2 separate regions of the Sus scrofa genome follow, and region 1 is linked to region 2. Evidence: chromatin contacts called from public Hi-C data. All regions are on one chromosome and are shown on one strand. The core of a region is the stretch at or near the end of the contact, and the rest is flanking DNA. Distances in the headings are between cores, read along the strand shown. Region 1 has its middle 260 kb from the start of KLF12. Region 2 has its middle 210 kb from the start of KLF12.

Region 1 (2,717 bases), core at 157-2,656, 53 kb before region 2:
AGAGGACACTTTTTTTGGCCAGGATTTCCCTCTTCAAGGATGTATTCTTCAGACCGCTTAGGGGCATACTGCTTATTGCATATTTTTACCTTGATCCGAAGTCTTTGTTCCTGAAGGCTATCCCCCCTATAATCTCTAACAAGGATAATGTGACTCTGAAGATGAGCTCCAAGAAATTCAAGAAGCCAAGAATGTGGCAACTTTATTTTTGCTCAGTACCTACTGCCCTCCCCGCTAGCAACTCTAAAGGGGTTTGTTTCCTTATTTATTTTATTTTTTAAGATGCTATATGCATTATTACATTGTTAGCAGATAAATCCCAAATCATAAGAATTCCTTATATTTATCTTTAAATAGCTGCATGAACTGAGGATTCTTAATATTTGATAATGAAGTTTTAAGTGGTATTGATATTATTCACTAATGTGGAACATCAATGTTTGCTTTTCATGTTTCTGTTTGGCCAATTTAAAGAAGACCATGAAAATTGATAAAGCACAAAAATATAATGTTTACATTGAAAAAATAAACTAAGGGGCACAGATAAACTAAGACACAAACTTGTGTGTTGGTTACCAAGTGCCAGATTTGGGAGGACAGTTGTGATTCCAAATAGTCTGTACCATTTTTTCCATTTAAGTCAAATTAAACTGTCATAATATACATCCTAGTTTTGAAATCAGACAGTATCCACCATACTGTAAGTAAAGAGACATAGCTCTAGAATCATACAAGTTAAATTCTCATGTAAGCTCTGCTACTAATTTCTGCGCGACCTTGAAAAGGGGACTTAACATTTCTAAGCTTACTATTTCCTTATCCATAAAGTGATACAATTGCTTAATATTTATAGTTAATGATATTAATTAATTGCTTAATTAATATATTAAGCTTAATATTTCCTTATCCATAAAGTGGTCCAAAATCTCATCTTATTCCAAAATCTTATCTGTATATAATGCTTTATGGGAAAATAATACCTAAATATGATTTCAAGGATTAAAGAAATGTAAGCTGTTATTTTAGAACATAACATGTCCAGCTTTCACTGGTTTGCTTTTGCAAAATATATTCTTTTCATTCCAGTTCAGTTTGTGACTCTTTTTCAAGTTAAGTCTTGAATTGTTTCGATTATATAACTTAGTTACAGAATTTTCAACACACAGTGCACAAAGTACGACAAAATGTTTTATAGCAAAATGTATGAGAAAGATAATATTCCTCAGGCATGGATAGTTATGAATTTCATCCAAGCAGACAGGTAAAATAAACTTAGGGAGAAGAAAACTGACATTTAAAATTGGTAGAGATACAAGTATTTGTGCAGAAATAACATCTTATACTTCCACAGCAATCTGTCCCCTTTTCTTTCTTCCAAACACATGAAAAAAGGCATTTCGAGTTACTGATTAACTTCAACATGCTGATCTTTGATTCTGTCTAAGGTCCGTGAAAATTGACTAAATTTCCTTCTACCAGAGAGGAAAAACTAAAAAATTGAACACACTTTTTTAAAAGATTAGATTCTCTGTTTTTCTGATATATCAGCCTAAATCTCATTTGGTTGGACTAGGTTTTTATTTGCTCCTTTCCCCCAAAGAAACTGGGAACATCTAAGAGTTATTTTCCAAATGTGAAACTATCTTTTTATCAGAATAAACCATAAATTTTGATGAGTTATGCTCTTTCTCTTGACATTTTCCACTCTGGAACGAGAAGGCTAGGATTGTGGGGAGTTGGTTCCGAAACCACTGGGTTCCTCCCTGTTGTTAGCCTTGCTTATAGATGGAGAGAAAGGGGGAAAAGCTTTTAATGGGGAGTCACTTTGACTAAACATGAAAAAAAAAGTTTGAACAGGGAATTAAAATGAATATACCAAGTGAAAATGAGTTATCATATATGACTTTATAACATTAAAAAGGCAAAAATATGAGGGGATTACAAACAATGTCTACCATTATTATTGAGCCACTCATTAAGAGGCAGCATGGTTCAATGGGAAGTAATACCAAAATGAACAAGGTAGCTTTTTTCTTGGACAGACATTTAAGATAAGCCACAAACTCTAACGGAGAGCATAACATGGGGTTAGTACTATGATAGAGGTACTACACTCTGTAGGAGTCCAGACTGATATTTGAGCCGTTCTTGAGAGTGAGAGGGTTCCAAAAGATATGAACAGATGGGAAGGATATTCCAGGAAGAAGGCACAAAAGCACCATTAAGGCTCTGATGAGAGCCAAATTCTGAGGAAAGGCAATTGATGCAATCTACGTAGAAGGCATGGGATAAAAAGAATTTAGGAGAGTGTACCATTGAAAAGGGAGGTTTTTATACTATATGCAAAAAGAAGTGGTTTAAGAGTTCTGAGCAAAAGGATGATGAGACATAATTAGACCAGTACTTAGTTAGTACAAACAGTCTGAGAGCAATAGGCAGAAGAAAGCCTTGGAGTGGGGAAGACTGACAGCAGGAGATCTCTTAGGAGGCTGGGATTGTGAGTACCTGGGGAAGCAAACCACTGTGTTGTTATTGCTTCCCAATCCCCACCAGCCCAGGAGAAAAGTGAATCTTCAATCGATTGGGTATGGTATTCTTACTAAGTTCAAACTCTTTCTCCTCAGCATGCAATAGGCCCGTAAATCAAGAGATTAGTTGTGGAAGCAAGGGCTAGTGACTTTATTCAAAAAAGCAAGCAGACAGAGAAGATGGTGGAC
Region 2 (2,972 bases), core at 30-2,529:
TTAATATGTGGAAAAAACAATACTTAGACTATGGCTGGCACATAGTAGGCACTATACGTTCTTAACTATTTTAAAAAGTATTTTCTTAATTATTTTAAAGTAAAACAGTAGTTTAAACAAACCACTAAAACCGTTTTTTTTTTTTTTTTTTTTTTTAAAGTCAGGGAGCTGATCTAGTGTTTCTGTCTATGGTATAGGCCTGCAACTGCAATTCCGATTTAATCCCTAGCCCTGGAACTTCCATATGCTGCAAGTGCAGCTGTAAAAAGAAAAAAGAAAGAAAATCAGGGATGGAATGAATGCGTCAGTAGAACGCAAAAAAAGATAACTCCTCTGCCCTACATGCCACCATGGGATATTATGAAGCAAATATCGCCGGCTCTAGACCTAGATGATGTGTCTCTGAACCTCAGGATGCTTTTGGTCTCCATCAAATACATCCTGCATCATTACCCTTCTGAGAATTTCCAGCCACTTCTCCCCAAGCTGTCCCAGGATCCAGGGGTACTGCTTGGTCTTCTGAGAAGGACTCTGGCCCAGAACCCACCTATCCATTCTATCACGTCCGAAAATAGGGGTTGGGTTAGGTCGTCAAGGCCTCATATAAACCTCTGGGAAGGGAAAGATGTCTAAGTAAGAAAAATTGAACCTACTAAGCTTGAAGTGAAATATTTGACAATTGCCATAGATTAAAATGAACATATGCCGGCCAAAGAAACTGTTTACAAATCTTAGAGCATCATAGTTTCCTATATAGATCCTAAGGGGATAAAGACTTTTTGAAAACATGGTCATTAGAATTGTGTTTCTGAGTTATTTGTTGCAATCTAATTTTTTTTTCCCCTTTAGGGCCACATCCATGGCATATGGAAGTTCCCAGGCCTGGGGTACAAGCCATGTCTTCAACCTACACCACGGCTCATGGCAATGCCAGATCCTTAACCTACTGATCGAGGCCAGGGATCGAACCCGCATCCTCATGGATCCTAGTCGGGTTCGTTAACTGCTGAGCCATGAAGGGAACTCCGCATTCTTTTTTTGAAGAGTCTGGTGATTGCTATATGGTTGCACACTGAAAGACTACATCAGTTAGCACATATAAAAACCTCAGTACATTCAAGTCCTTGGTTAATCATTTGTCATAGCAACAGTCTTAGCTCATCACCTTTCTGACTGCAAAACTCCAGGTGACCTACAGAAAAGTTAAGAGGTCTTACGAGGCCAAATCTTTAGTTTGGCCAGTGTTCGCACCATTCCAAGCTGAAAGTTCCAAGGCTATCACTTGACCCTTGCTGCCTCTTCCTACTGTTCTCTGCAACAGTTCAAACTTCTTTGGCCCTAAACTAAGCCTGTCAACTCACAATGCCTAGTAATCTGCCAAAAGAAGTTGATCAAGTCAGAAATAAATACTGTGGACTGACTGATATGTTTACTGACAAACTAGTTAATGTATTTGCCTGCCTCACTCTGTCTTTGGTCTCAGACATTGTTTTTGAGGCCCCTCTGATTTAAACGTATTGCTATAAATTCTGAGAATATTTAGGAACATTGAGGGATAGAGAGAAGGAGCTCAGGAAGGAATTTCTCATTATATAATTGACTGCACAGAAACAGATATTTATTTATTTTGTAGTTCGTTTCTCATGGTAGCTTAAAGAAAATATTGGCCCACATGTAGTATCTTTTGGGAACATTGAATCCATCTCGCTTGCTCTAGACTAGAATAGTAAAGGTAAACATTACAGAGTCAATAAGTTCCTAAGTGGGTAGGGCCGTATTTACTAACCTCACTAGTACCTGATTAAAGAGGCACTTCAGATATCCTTTTTTATGATGGTGAAATGTTTAGAACAAATCACGATGTAAAATTGGCACCCATTTTCTACTTCAGTAATAAGTGTCCAAACTTAAATACATTTAGTAAAGTAAAAAAATTACTCCAGACTTTTAGACATATGCTTCAGCCTTTCTATATTAAAAATTAATTGCAATGTGAACTATTGTTTAAAAACAGAACCAATAAAATTATTTTTATTTCTAGTTAGGCATCCTGGTCAATGGATTTCTATTGGTTATTGGGCTACTGCGTACTGGGTCTCTCAACTCCAGTGAATTGTTGCAGTCTTCTGTGAATGCAACCCTTAGCCTGCTGTGGATTGCACTAAGCTTGCATGCTAATTACAAAGTCTCCAGTAATTACAGTTTATCTCTGCATACTTTTGAACATTTTATAATGGAGAAAATATTTGCTGGAGGAAATTCTCATCAAAACATTATTTGCAAGAATGTTGCTTACACAGTTCCTTCTCAATGCATATTACTGTGTGCCATAAATAACAGTGTTAAATATTGCAGCATCCTTGGAAGGTAGTCAAGTGGGAATGTTACATTCATTTTTTTTATAGTTTGGGAAAACTAAGGCCTCTCCTATTTATCGTATTAAGTTAGCCACACCCATTTCTGGGCTTTCATAGAAATGTTCATCCCTACAAGAAGAGTTGTTATTAAAGTACTGAACTTTGGCATTGAAGCTTTTCTAATAAGATTATTCTTGAACTAATATGCTTTGTCTTTGACTAAATAAAAGAAATGTACTGTGTAAGCCCATTTTACCACTTAGCCTATTATGTATGTTGGTGCTATGCTTGAACAAAATGGGAGAATTATTACATCAGTTGGAATTGTCTAGGCAATTTAAATGTCCCTGTAAGAACGAGAGAGAAACTAATTTACTGTCATTTGCGTTTAATAAGATCTGTTAAGTATCTACTAGGTACCTGATAAGGTTTGAGGAAATAAAGATGGAAAGATATGGTCTCTTGTCCCTACAATCTAGCAAAGGAAGAGCTTCAGAAATAAATGAAAGCAGCAATGTCATAGCTGTGGGAGGTACAAGAAGAGAGATCACTCTCTCTTGGGAGGAATCAAGTGTGATGCCAAGATGACAGCTGAGAAGTAAAATGTGAAAGACT

Evidence for each region. A called contact is a pair of places that touch in the nucleus more often than the background predicts.
Region 1: a Hi-C map of liver shows a contact between it and region 2, with 1.7 times the contacts expected there. The contact joins two enhancer-like sites. A contact is called at or near these places in 1 of 5 promoter capture datasets (fetal skeletal muscle), 17 of 47 Hi-C or Micro-C datasets (blood, differentiating spermatogonia, embryonic fibroblasts and 9 more) and 1 of 2 datasets of contacts at active chromatin or transcription factors (skeletal muscle).

The regions. Positions count from the first base shown.
Region 1 is chr11:46,570,065-46,572,781 of Sscrofa11.1, reverse strand. It overlaps a transcript of KLF12 not described here. Among named protein-coding and RNA genes, the nearest start is that of KLF12, 260 kb to the right of the region's middle. Within about 2 kb of position 1,406, at least 4 of the 83 cell types and tissues checked have an H3K27ac peak or open chromatin away from gene starts, as enhancers often do. A contact at or near this core is called in liver, where this site is marked.
Region 2 is chr11:46,516,213-46,519,184 of Sscrofa11.1, reverse strand. It overlaps a transcript of KLF12 not described here. Among named protein-coding and RNA genes, the nearest start is that of KLF12, 210 kb to the right of the region's middle. Within about 2 kb of position 1,279, at least 3 of the 83 cell types and tissues checked have an H3K27ac peak or open chromatin away from gene starts, as enhancers often do. A contact at or near this core is called in liver, where this site is marked.